Linked DNA regions of Mus musculus: region 1 is linked to region 2. The links are chromatin contacts, called in public HiChIP or PLAC-seq maps. All regions are on one chromosome and are shown on one strand. The core of a region is the stretch at or near the end of the contact, and the rest is flanking DNA. Distances in the headings are between cores, read along the strand shown.

The links. HiChIP or PLAC-seq counts read pairs in DNA pulled down with a chosen protein or histone mark.
Region 1: a RAD21 HiChIP or PLAC-seq map of pro-B cells shows a contact between it and region 2, with 4 times the contacts expected there. The contact joins two enhancer-like sites. A contact is called at or near these places in 6 of 39 promoter capture datasets (frontonasal cranial neural crest, hematopoietic stem and progenitor cells, hippocampal neurons and 3 more), 2 of 15 datasets of contacts at CTCF or cohesin (large pre-B cells and pro-B cells), 17 of 484 Hi-C or Micro-C datasets (B cells, the Ba/F3 cell line, CD4 T cells and 8 more), 9 of 115 datasets of contacts at active chromatin or transcription factors (the 230-238 cell line, Th17 cells, bone marrow-derived macrophages and 2 more) and 1 of 9 other capture datasets (embryonic stem cells).

The regions. Positions count from the first base shown.
Region 1 is chr2:92,481,745-92,487,402 of GRCm38.p6, reverse strand. No RefSeq gene overlaps it. Among named protein-coding and RNA genes, the nearest start is that of Slc35c1, 25 kb to the right of the region's middle. Within about 2 kb of position 2,507, at least 75 of the 459 cell types and tissues checked have an H3K27ac peak or open chromatin away from gene starts, as enhancers often do. A contact at or near this core is called in B cells, bone marrow-derived macrophages, hematopoietic stem and progenitor cells and 3 more, where this site is marked.
Region 2 is chr2:91,983,419-91,989,462 of GRCm38.p6, reverse strand. It overlaps Creb3l1 (cAMP responsive element binding protein 3-like 1), which reads left to right. Exons shown (of 12, transcript NM_011957.2): 9 at 2,328-2,427; 10 at 3,176-3,302; 11 at 6,031-6,044. Among named protein-coding and RNA genes, the nearest start is that of Dgkz, 36 kb to the right of the region's middle. Within about 2 kb of position 4,117, at least 229 of the 459 cell types and tissues checked have an H3K27ac peak or open chromatin away from gene starts, as enhancers often do. A contact at or near this core is called in B cells, bone marrow-derived macrophages, hematopoietic stem and progenitor cells and 3 more, where this site is marked.

The sequences.
Region 1 (5,658 bases), core at 1,258-3,757, 500 kb before region 2:
CCGTTGATGTGATCCCCAAGACTCAATTACAGTTATCAGGCAATTAGGCGCACCACAGCGAGGTGATTGCAAAATTAATGCCGGCCCCATCCAGCGGCTTTGGATCTTCCCATGATTCCACCATCCCACATCTGGGAGATGACAGCTGATCTCCCTAGGAGAAAAACTGTTCTTAGGAGAGAACCCTACAGCTGAGAGCCCTCACTTGCTGAGGGGCTGCAGAACAGGTAAAGTAAGGCAAAGGCAAGCAGGCTGAGCTGGGCAGCTGTCCATGCCTTCCTGACTGATATCATCCCCTTTTAGAGAGAGAAACAAGTCCTCCCTGCCTTCAGTTGTTAGGAAAATAGTCTGTGTGTTGCCTCACTGGGTCTCCAGGGGCTCCTGTCTGAGCCTCTGTGTCCTCAGCTGGGAGGGACAGGGATAGTAAGTCATGGCCAGCCTGTGAATTGGACCAGAGGGCAGTATGAAAGGGGATTCGGAGTTTGCTGTGGACAGCTCCATGTCTTAGTGACCATCTGCACCCTCAGGGGACACTTCGCAGGTCTCTGTCCTTGGGTGACCATGGCACAGTCGTGTTTAACCCCCTTTGGGAGACAGAAGTTTGCAGGTATCTGGATGCATAGAAAGGAGAATCAACTTCTGAATGTGGATTTAAGTGAACTTTGACCCGTACTGTTAATGAAAACAAGGCACACACATGCATGCTCACTGGTGACACCTTAGAATCAATCCCCTAGCCTCCAGGCTCAGCCCCACCAGACCCTTTGTAGTTGAGCCTGTGGTTCCACAACTGTCCACAAGACGGCGCTCCCACTCTAGTAGTCCCCGGACCCTAATGCATTGCTATTCAAAACGGAGCCAGGACTTGGTTGTCAAAAGAGAGAAAACGCGGCTGCGGAGGGGAGGGCGAGTGTTCTAGCTCCCACCCAGTGATCCCTGCCCTATTTCTTACAGCGAATTATGGTCTGAAACAGGGAGTCGGGAAAATCTGTAGTCACCATCCTGTTTGGAGCTTAAAGACAAGGGAAGCCAAAGTTATGAAAAGTGAGTTTTCGGGTTTTTCAGACGATCCCTCAGTTACTGACTCTGTGGCCACAAGTAGATTACGTAGCTTCTCTATCCCTCTGTTTCCTCAGTTCCTCCCCAGTTTCTGTGCAAACCCACTTAACATCTACAAGTGTCTATATATTCAGATCACTGGCTGCTTTCCTAATGCAGGTCTCATTTCAGCAGCGACACACACACACACACAGAGGCACACACACATAAGCACAGGTACACACACAGAAGCACACATGTGTGCAAATTAACATGCACACACATGCACAGGTACACATATACACCCAACAAGGCCTCCCTGACCCTCTCTGCTGATACTTCTTGTGACATGAAACCGTCACATTGCTTGGGAAATTTGTTTTGTATGTTGATTTAGTCTTCTCCTGGACGGCGCACTTTTAATGGAAGTAAGACCTGAGTGTCCTCGTCCCTGAAAGGCGAGGACGCGCATGATATCTGGTGGATCCCAAAGCCCAGGCAATCTCTCCCGCTCTGCCCAGCCGGCGGCGGCTTTAGCTCTGTGCTGGTGCTGCCCTCCAGTGGCGCTGGGCCCATGACACCTGCTTTTTTTAGTGTCCAAGCGTAATCTTTTCATCCCCTCTATCTACATGGGTCCACCACTAGCCCCGAGGCTCTGTAGAAAGTGGTGGAGAAGGTGGGACCTTGTCTCCCAATGATCATCTCACCTAAGTCTGAATTGCAAGCCCCTGAGAAAAATAAGCTTAATGTCAGAAGACCCCTTGGGGCCGACTTAATAAATACGGTGTCTGTCTTTACATAAAACCCTGCAGGGGCCAAGCCAGTCTGACTCTATTTTACTGATGAAACTCTAAGACCCAGCATCATACAAAGATAAAATTGTCTGGCCTGGGACTGAAGAGATGGCCCAGCCGTTAAGAAAGCTTGCTGTTCTTGCAAAAGATCCAAATCCGGCCCTCAACATTTCCGTCGAGCTACTCACGACGACGATCTGGAACTCCAGCTCCAGGGCATCCGACACCCTCTTATAGCCTCTACAAGCACACACAAACACGAGGCATACGAAGAAATAAAAAATAAAAAATTTAATTGCCTGTCCTAAAGGACCTGAGAACTCGCTCCTCCACCCTCCACCTTCCAGGCACAGGGCAGCTGCACCTTGTGCAAAACCGCGGCCGCATAAACCGGTCCCTGGAGTGGTATCTTTCTTCTGTAAGACTGCCATTTCTTTTTCCCCTCGACATTGTCACTAAATATTTCACTGAGGATCTGCAGGAAATTAGGGCGGGCCGTCTTCATAGGGTCAAGTCGCATCTTTCTTTCCAGAGTTATTGGTTTTTCGGGCCACCATTTCATCACTTATAGAGCGCTCAGATGACAACGTTACAAGACACAGATAAGAGATTCCCATGTCGGTGGCTGTGAATGTGGGCAGTGGTAAGCTGGGGCAGGATTCGCTCACAGAATTTACAAACTGCGACGCGCGTAAAAGAGAGCGCATGCGCTGCCGCTTTGCCTATGGCGGGTTTGCAGTCCCCATTTAGTAACCCACTTGGCGCCTCCAACTCACGGAACTTGGGCAACGCTTGGGAGGCTGTTCTGGTGGTTTTGTTTGTTTGGTTTTTACAGAGACTATTGCTTTGTGATCAACTTCACTCAAGCAAATTACACAAAGCCACATAGTTTCGGTTTCAGACAGGTCTCACCCTACTGCGTTTCCCTGGTTCTGCCCTCACCACCATCACCACCACCACCACCACCACCACCACCACCACCACCACCACCAGAGGAGGTGGGATAAAGAAGACTAACTTAGCAAATTCCAGCCAATGCCAGGCCGTGTGAGAGTTGGCTGTGACTGTGTCCCCTGCATATAATTTGGTTGGCCCAGCTGTCAGGACAACTGGTGATGCTGCACGCTGAAGAAGGGGGGCCACCCATCCCACCTGAGGGGCCGGAAGGGGCTTTTGGTTCGTGTTGGGTGGGGGAGGATAGAAAGAGACCATAGGAAGAGAGACAGTCTGAGTTTGAAGTATGTGTAGGGTTATCTACGTTCCTACACTGCCAAGAGGGGCTCCTCAGCCCAGCCTCTGGGGCTTGGCCCTCTAACCTTCCCAGGCTAGCCCCAAAACAGGGCACTCTAGGGAAGAAAAGGGACAGGCAGCCAAGCCAAACTTTGAACCAACTGGTTTTGCTTGCATATAACCTTGAACAAACCTCTCTGCAGACTCTGTCTCCCTGCACCTCAGTTTCTCCCTCCCTCTTTAGAATGGGGAGAACAGTATCATCTGCTCCCCAGAATAAAGCAAACGAATCACAAGAATAGCCCTCCTAAGGGAGGGCAGGAGCCCGGCTCTGACTTCTCACCTCTGAACTGGGTCTGCCTGAAGGGGAGATGGACCAGCTCCAGGGGCCTCTTCACTCTCAGCTGCCCCAATTAGCCTGCTCCTCCCAGCTGCCCCCTTCCCAACACCGCGGAAAAGATGCAGGAGCACTTAGTGAGTATAGGAGGTTGGGGATTGTCTTAATCAGGATTTCAAAACACCACGACCAACTTGGGGAAAAAAGGGTTTATTCAGTTCACACTTCCACATTTCTGTTCATTACCAAAGGAAGTCAGGACAGGAACTGAAACAGGACGGGATCCTGACATCAGGAGTGGATGTAGACACCACAGAAGAGTGCTGCTTACTGGTTTGCTTCCCCTGGCTTGCTCAGCCTGCTCTCTTGTAGAACCCAGGACCACCAGTCCAGGGATGGCACCACCCACAATGGGTTGGGCCCTCGCCCTCTTGATCACTAATTGAGAAAATAAATGCCTTATAGCTGGATCTCATGGAGGCATTTTCTCAACTGAGGCTCCTCCCTCTTTGATGACTCTAGCTTGTGTCTAGTTGACACAGAACCAGGGACACTCGGGTGTCCCACTTGTCCAGTCCCTCACTAGTAAATAGCATCAGCTAGGGCAAAGGTCGTGGCCAGAGCTGGGACTTGCTGCCTGGAAGAAAAGGGGCTTTACTTCCTTTCAAGATCCCAGCTCTCCTCAGAGCTCTAAATCCCCAGATTACCAGACCTCAACGTTCCCATCTGAAAAATGGGATGCCTTAGATTCTCTTGCTGTTTCAACTTTGACTGCCCCGGATGTCTGAACTTGGGGCTCTCACCCCTCCTAGTCCTCCAATATGTTTCTTTGTCTCCCCTTCTTGTGTCTGTTCTGTCATGAACCCCTCTATTTCCCCTCTGCTGCTCAGAGCTCTCAGGCCCTGCCTAGATACATCTGTGACTCCACACACTCTTGTTCTCTTTTCTCTCATCAGCCTCAAGTCTGCTGTGGTCTGGTGCCCCTCCTCATTACTGCGACCCTTCTCTATGCCTGGGCTTCCACACTGATCTGAAAGGTTTCAGGTTTGAGATTCAAGAGGGACACTGAGGCAGATTGTCCTTTGGGTAAGAGGGTCATCAAAAAAGTTGCTGATGCTGTAGACAGAGCACTCTGAAGAAAGATTAGGCACTTCACACAAGGGCCCCTTCTACACTGAAGACGGATGGTGATTATGCAATGCATGATTGATAGGTAGTTTGTGGTATGTGTTTACAGTCAGGCTGCCTCTCAGGGTGAGAGGTCTAGTGTCTGTACTATAAAATCAACTCTGAGGACAGAGAGCAGGCATCTAGGAAAAGAAAAAAAAAAAAGTTAATGGAAGAGATTTGTAAGATGACCCAGCCCTCAGTTACAGTCCTCTGCACCAGGGGCTGCACTAGAGCACAGCAGTTCTCTCCCAGCCTCCAAACACCAAGAGAAGACAATGGAACAGGAGAAAGAATCAGGCAGGCTAGCTCAGACTCAAGGAAGCCCAGGCTAACTGGCCTGGGGCCCACCTCACCCTTCCTACCCTCTAATCTCTGCCAATTTTTAAGAGCCTCTTTATGTTCCTGTCTCCTGTGGAAGACAAGGATGGAGGCACCTCTCTCTCTCTCTCTCTCTCTCTCTCTCTCTCTCTCTCTCTCTCTCTCTCTCTCTCTCTCCCTCCCTCCCTCCCTCTCTCCTTCTCTCTCCCCCTCTCCCCCTTCCTCTTCTCCTCTCTCTCTCTCCCCTCCCCCTCCCCCCTCTGAGTTCCCAGCACCCGGTTCCTGATTGGGAAGGTAGAGGCTAGAGAGCAAGGCAGGAGCCATTGACACAGATTTCCCAGCTGCTTGTTCGGTCCAGTTTGGAAGTCCTTTGGGAAAGGACTGTCCTAAAGGCTCTCCCTTGCCAGCCCCCTCCTCATGGTCCCCGGGACCCTTGAGCTAGTGTCCATCCTTGACCTGAAGAATCAACCATTTTTCACTCAGCGCGGGTCCAGCAACAAGGAGCAGGGGCTTTGGGTGGGAAAACAGAGAAAAGGAAGGGTTACCCACCGTGGGAGGTCTGCTTCTGGGAGGTGTTGAAAAACACCTATTGAGGACTGGAGAGATGGTTCATTGTTTGAGAGCACTTGATGCTCTTGCAGAGGACCCAGGTTCAATTCCCCGCAGCCCCGTGGTGGATCATAACAATGTTTAACTCCAGACCCAGGGGATTCTACACCCTCTTCTGGCTTCCAAGGGCATACACTAGCTGTGTACAGATGCACATGCAGA
Region 2 (6,044 bases), core at 2,868-5,367:
AGGACTGTGGCAGCCATACCCAGCCAGCCTTTCTTTTCTTTCTTTTTAACTTTTTAAGATTTTATTTGTTTTATCTATATGAGTACACTGTAGCTGTCTTCAGGGACACCAGAAGAGGGCATCGGATCCCATTACAGATGGTTGTGAGCCACCATGTGGTTGCTGGGAATTGAACTCAGGACCTCTGGAAGAGCAGTCAGTGCTCTTAACCGCTGAGCCATCTCTCTAGCCCTCTTTCTTCCTTTCTCCCTTTCTTCCTTTCTTCCTTCCTTCCTTCCTTCCTTTCACCTCTTCCTTCCTTCCTTCCTTTTTTTCTTTTTTAATTTGAGACAAGGTGATTATTATTATTATTATTATTATTATTATTATTATTATATAGCTCTGGCTGCCCTGGAAGCTGCTAATGTAGACCAGAGTGGCCTCGAACTCACAGAGATCATTGCCTCTGTGTCCTGAGTGCTGGGATTAAAGGGGTGAGCCACTGGCTCATGCCTGGCTTTTTTTACATGGGTGTTGGGGATACAAATTCAGATCCTCATGCTTGGGTGATAGCACTGTACCTGCTAAGCCAGCTCTCAAATTGCACTTTAACAAGTACCCTGGATGGGTCCATTACATTGGGTTTGAGAAGCATGAGTCTCAGGAAGCCAGCATGGCACCTGGCTTGTAGCATAAAACTACAGATTTGGACCTTGGGTTCTGGCTCTGGTCTGCTATTGTCTGTGACTCTACTGTTTCTTGTGAGCCTCTCTGGGCCTCAGTATTCTTGGTGACAGTGATGTGACACCAGCAACTGGCTAACGGGACTGATGTGAAACTCTATAAGACACAACCAAAACCAAAATGATCTGTGGCATTAAAGAGTGCTTTCTTCTTGATTCTAGATCGTGTCCTGAGCTATGAATCCATACTGTTTTCTAGGAGTGATTACAGTCACACAAGCAACAGTATTTAGTAGAATCCTAACACAGGACACTGCCTTCTGTGTCCTGGGCTATGAATCCATACTGTTTTCTAGGAGTAATAACAGTCACACAAGCAACAGTATTTAGTAGAATCCTAACACTGTCTCCTTGCTAGCTGAAAGTTGAACCTAGGACCTTGTACACACCGCACAAACACTTTACCACTTCGCTAAGCTCCCTTGCTATGTTTTTAGTTTTTGTCTGTTTACATATTTTAAGTTTTTAGTTTGTTTATTTTTTGAGTATGTGTGTGCACACCATGCTGTTACCTGTGCAGGTTAGATGGCAAATTATAGTAGTCAATTCTCTCCTTCCACCCATAGGTACCAGGGACGGGACTGGGGTTATTAGGCTTGCTGGCAAGTACTTGTATGTGCTGAGCCATTTAACCACCCCTGTCACTTTTTGAAACATGTTCTTGTGTAGCCAGGTTGACCACAAACTCATGATGCCCTTGAAGCTGTCCTTGGACTCCTGATCCTCCTTCCCCTCTGGCTGCCTGGCCCAGTGCAAGGCTTCTTCCAGGCGTGCACCACCTAGCCTAACCTGAGTGCTCAATTTTTGAAATCAGGGTTTTTCTGTTTTGTAGCTCAGTCATGAACTTCCTATGTACTTGGGCATCCTTCTGTTTCCCAGGCCTCAGGAGAACTTGCTACATATTTTCTCCTTTCCTTTCTCAGACCCAGCTTCTCAGGCAGGAATGGGGTAGGGGCGGAGCCTTCAAACTTCACCTCGCTACCTCTGCCCTTAAAAATCTGTTTTAAGACTATTGCGCCACCTGCTGTCCACTTCAGGAACTGCATGAACACTGCTGGGTGGAGAAGTGCAGTATTAACCAGGATTCTGTGCTGGGCAGCACCTAGTTCTTGCCCTCAGTTAGCAACTGAGACAACAATGGAACTCCCCAAATAAAGCTAATGTGCTACAGGTGCTGTGATAATGGTAAAACAGCAATAAATGAACATAAACAATGGCCCATTTACTGACTGCACTACACACTATGTCAAGTGTCTTTCTTGTGGAATCAGGGTGCTGTGGGGTGCAAGGGAGGAGAGTCAATATCTCTGTGACTGGTGCTGCATAAGAAAAGGAAATCCATCCTCTCCTGAGAAGTCAGGAGCAAGAGTTAGGCACCCCTAAGCTTCTACAGGATGACCCAGCTTCCCACCATGAGTCAGGTCCCCGAGACCCAAGCCAGGCTGCAGAAAGCCTACCAGGAGGTGACCTTTTATATCTTGACTACAATGGGCACCAAAGCATAGAGGCCCAGTCAGGAGCCAGCCAGGGCTCCTCAGGAGAGGCCAGGATGCAGACATGGCTGCTGTACCTGAGTCCCCATGGTGACTTCTGTGCCTTCCTCAGGACCCTGCTCCAGCAGCTGCAGAAACTCCAGACTCTGGTCACCAGCAAGATCTCCAGACCGTACAAGATGGCAGCCACGCAGACCGGCACCTGCCTCATGGTAGGTGCTACTCCTTAGCATAAGGCAGCAGGGGGAAGCTCTTCTTGAGGCTAGCTCTCCAGGACAGTGAGCAGAGTCTGAGGGGACCAGTGACCTGTCCAGGCCAGTTCTAATAGATGTGAGGTTGATGCTGCTAAATCTAGTGAAAGGCAGGTCCTTGGAAAAGTGGCTTCTATAGATTCAAGGAGTGTGATTCTTCTTGGGATGGGTGATAGGGAGAAAATAAAGGAGCCCCCCTCAGGGTCCCCAAGGCTAGAGGGGACACCTAGGTCAGGCTCAGCCTCTGAGTGGCTCTCTTCCATTAGTCTGTCCTCCCTGGTAAGCACATGTTGCCTCTGACATTCTAAGGGCAGGGCCTCGCTGGAGCTCCCCGGGGCCCTTGGCTCCTTCTCAGGCTCAGGCTGCGAAGGTGATGTGGCTATGTGTCCTTCTCCCTGGTCACAGTTGCAACCCTCCCTTCCCCTTCCCCCCTTCCCCTTTCTTCCTTTCCTGATTTCTCTATAGGTGAAACCACACAGAACCCCGCCCTCTGGTCTCTGGTCCCTTTCATGTCACTAGATTGGATTAAAGGTGACTTGAACAGCCTGTGTCTGCTTCCAAGAGAGCAGCCAGCTCTGGGGAGGCATTTGGGGGAAACTGAGCCTTTTGCGTCCAATGCTTTAGGGTGAGGAGAGTTGGGAGTGGCCAGTCTTGTAGGCCTGCCCTGCCCCAGATCCGACTAATAATAGACTGCTCTGTCTACTACTAGGTGGCAGCCTTGTGCTTCGTTCTGGTGCTGGGCTCCCTTGTGCCCTGCCTTCCTGCATTCTCTTCCGGCTCAATGACTGTGAAAGAAGACCCTATCGCAGCTGACAGTGTCTATGCAGCCAGTCAGAGTAAGTACCTCCAAACTCTGGGTGTTAGCCAGTTACTAGAGAGAAGCCATATCAGCTGCACTCACACCTTTAATCCCAGCACTCTGGAGGCAGAGGCAGGTGGATCTATGAGTTCAAGACCAGCCCAGTCTACATGAGGAGTTCCAGACCAGCCAGGGATACATTAGTGAGACCCTGTCTCCAAAAAGTCTGGAGTGCTGGAGAGATAGATGGCTTGGTACTGGCTGCTCTTTTAGAGGACCCATGTTTGGTGCCTAACCACCCATATGGTGGCTCACAGCCACCTGCAACTCCAGTTCCAGGGGATGAGATGCCAAATTCTTGTCACCGAAGGCACCAAGCACCCAGGTAGTACACAGACACAATGGCAGGCAAAGCATTCATACACATTAAAAAAATTAAAAATAAATATTTATAAGAGATTTGGGTTGGCATTATCTCATTCTATACTCTTTTTTTAAAGATTTATTTATTATTATATGTAAGTACACTGTAGCTGTCTTCAGCCACACCAGAAAAGGGTATCAGATCCCATTACAGATGGTTGTGAGCCACCGTGTGGATGCTGGGAATTGAACTCAGGACCTCTGGAAGAGCAGTCAGTGCTCTTACCTGCTGAGCCATCTCTCCAGCCTGAGGACCAGATTCTTTGCCTCTCTGAGATCCTTTGGCGCAGCGATGTGGAGAGGGCAGACTTAGTGGGCGGCAGAGTGTTCTAGGGACAGCAAGTGAGTGTCAGTCTTCAGTCATTTCTGATGTGACAGTGTTAAGAAAGCCGCTGAGGCACAGGGGACCTGCAGCAGGTGTCAGGACTCTGCTGGGAGTGCCTACCCCTGGGGAGCATGGTAGTTGTGATGTGGGTGCCACCCCAATGGAGTGCGGTGTGGTTCATTTCAGAATCAGTCACAGCCGGCTCTGCATTTGCTAGTTGTGTGAGCCAGGGTGCACATCTTGGCTTCATGTTGATTTCTAGACTCCAGAAACTGCCATCCTTACAGTGAGCATATACCTTGCCTTCTGGAATAGCTCCTGACATGAGGGGAAAGACAGGCCACGAACAGCAAGAGTATAGGGAACAGCAAAGATTAGCATGGCTTTCAGAGGTAGAGGCCACTTCCGGTAGACCCATGGAAGAACTTCTAGGCCATCCTTCATATGCCAGGGACATGAATCTTACGTGGCTGAAGAGAAAGAGGAAACAGATGAGAGGTCAGAGAGAGGGGAGAGCAGGGAGTGTATGGAGAGGAGGGGTACTGCGGGGGTGGGGGTGGGGGCGGTGAGCAAGGCTGAGAGGCTAGAAGGGAGGACAGGAGCTGGGAGCTGGGAGGAGAACTGAGAGGAGAGGGGCTGCGATGGAGCGGTGGGGTGGGGCTGGCGCGGGGGCGGGGCGGGGCGGGCCAAGGCTATCAAGGACAGAGGAGAGGAAGCAGACACAGAAGAGGAGGGGCTGTGCTAAAGTACAAACCCCAGGGAGGGGGAGGGAGGACATGAATGAGCCTCTGGAGGGAGTGAAGCACAGGGCAGGGCAGAGGGCACGTCTGAGGAAGGAGGTGGCTTGTTGAGCGGGCTGGTTTCCGGACTGCAGCTTCACACAATGCCAGGGGCCGCCTTTTCCATAGATTCTCATAGATTAAACCCTGCAGGGGAAGCTGGGAGGCAGGCAGCAGACTGGAGCCAGGAAGCCAATTTACGGGGACCCTTGATGATGAGCTCTGGGAAGCGGGGCTTAAAGCACCTCATTCCCAGGGCTTCGTGTGAGATTTAATTGGCTTTAAGCTAAGGGCTTTATATAAAGCCTGGCACGGGTGTCCAACAAACATTCTTTTTTTTTTTTCTCTCCCCTTGACTTCCCAGAGGAACTAGCCTAGAAGAGAAAAGAAAAGGGTTTCCTTAATTCTCCCAGGAAGTAAGTGGCACGGGAGGATTCGAACCCAGCTCTCAGCAGGTCCTGTCAGTGTGATCCTAGCTTCTTAGGTCAAGGCCTAAAGAGCGTAGGTGTAAGGCTTACACGGGCTACAAAATTAATTAATGGCCTGCCTGAGCAACTTAGTGAGACCCCCCCCCGTCTCAATATAAACGAGAGAGAGAGAGAGAGAGAGAGAGAGAGAGAGAGAGAGAGAGAGAGAGAGAGAGAGAGAGTCTTGACCTAGCTATTACGAAGTTCTGGGTTCAGTCCTTAATATAAGGAGGGAAAAGTCCCAGTTCCCAGTAAGCAAACCATTATTGTCTTGCTCAGAAGTGCTACATTTTTGTGAGCTCCGAGCGGGGCGTGGTGGCGCACGCCTTTAATTCCAGCACTTAGGAGGCAAAGGCAGGCAGATTTCTGAGTTTGAGGCCAGCCTGGTCTACAGAGTGAGTTCCAGGACAGCCAGGGCTACACAGAGAAACCCTGTCTCGAAAAGCAAAAAAACAAAAACAAAAACAAAAACAAAAAGCAGCACAGCTTCAATTGTTATACTGCGTTTACTCATTGAATCCTTGAATCTCCGTGAGGTTGGTTATACTATCCCCATTTTACAGATCAACAAACTGATGCCCAGCAAAATCAGAGCAGAGTGTGTGACTAGCCTAAAATCACATAGCCAGGGATCCTCAGGGCTAGGAGGAGGAGTCAAGCCTGTAAGATGTCAGAGGCTGTACTCTTCATGCCCGGCAAGTGAATGAAGCAGATCCGGCAGAGGGCACATACCTGAGGGGCCTCCGTGGCTCACCCTGGTTTTCTCCACAGTGCCTTCCCGAAGC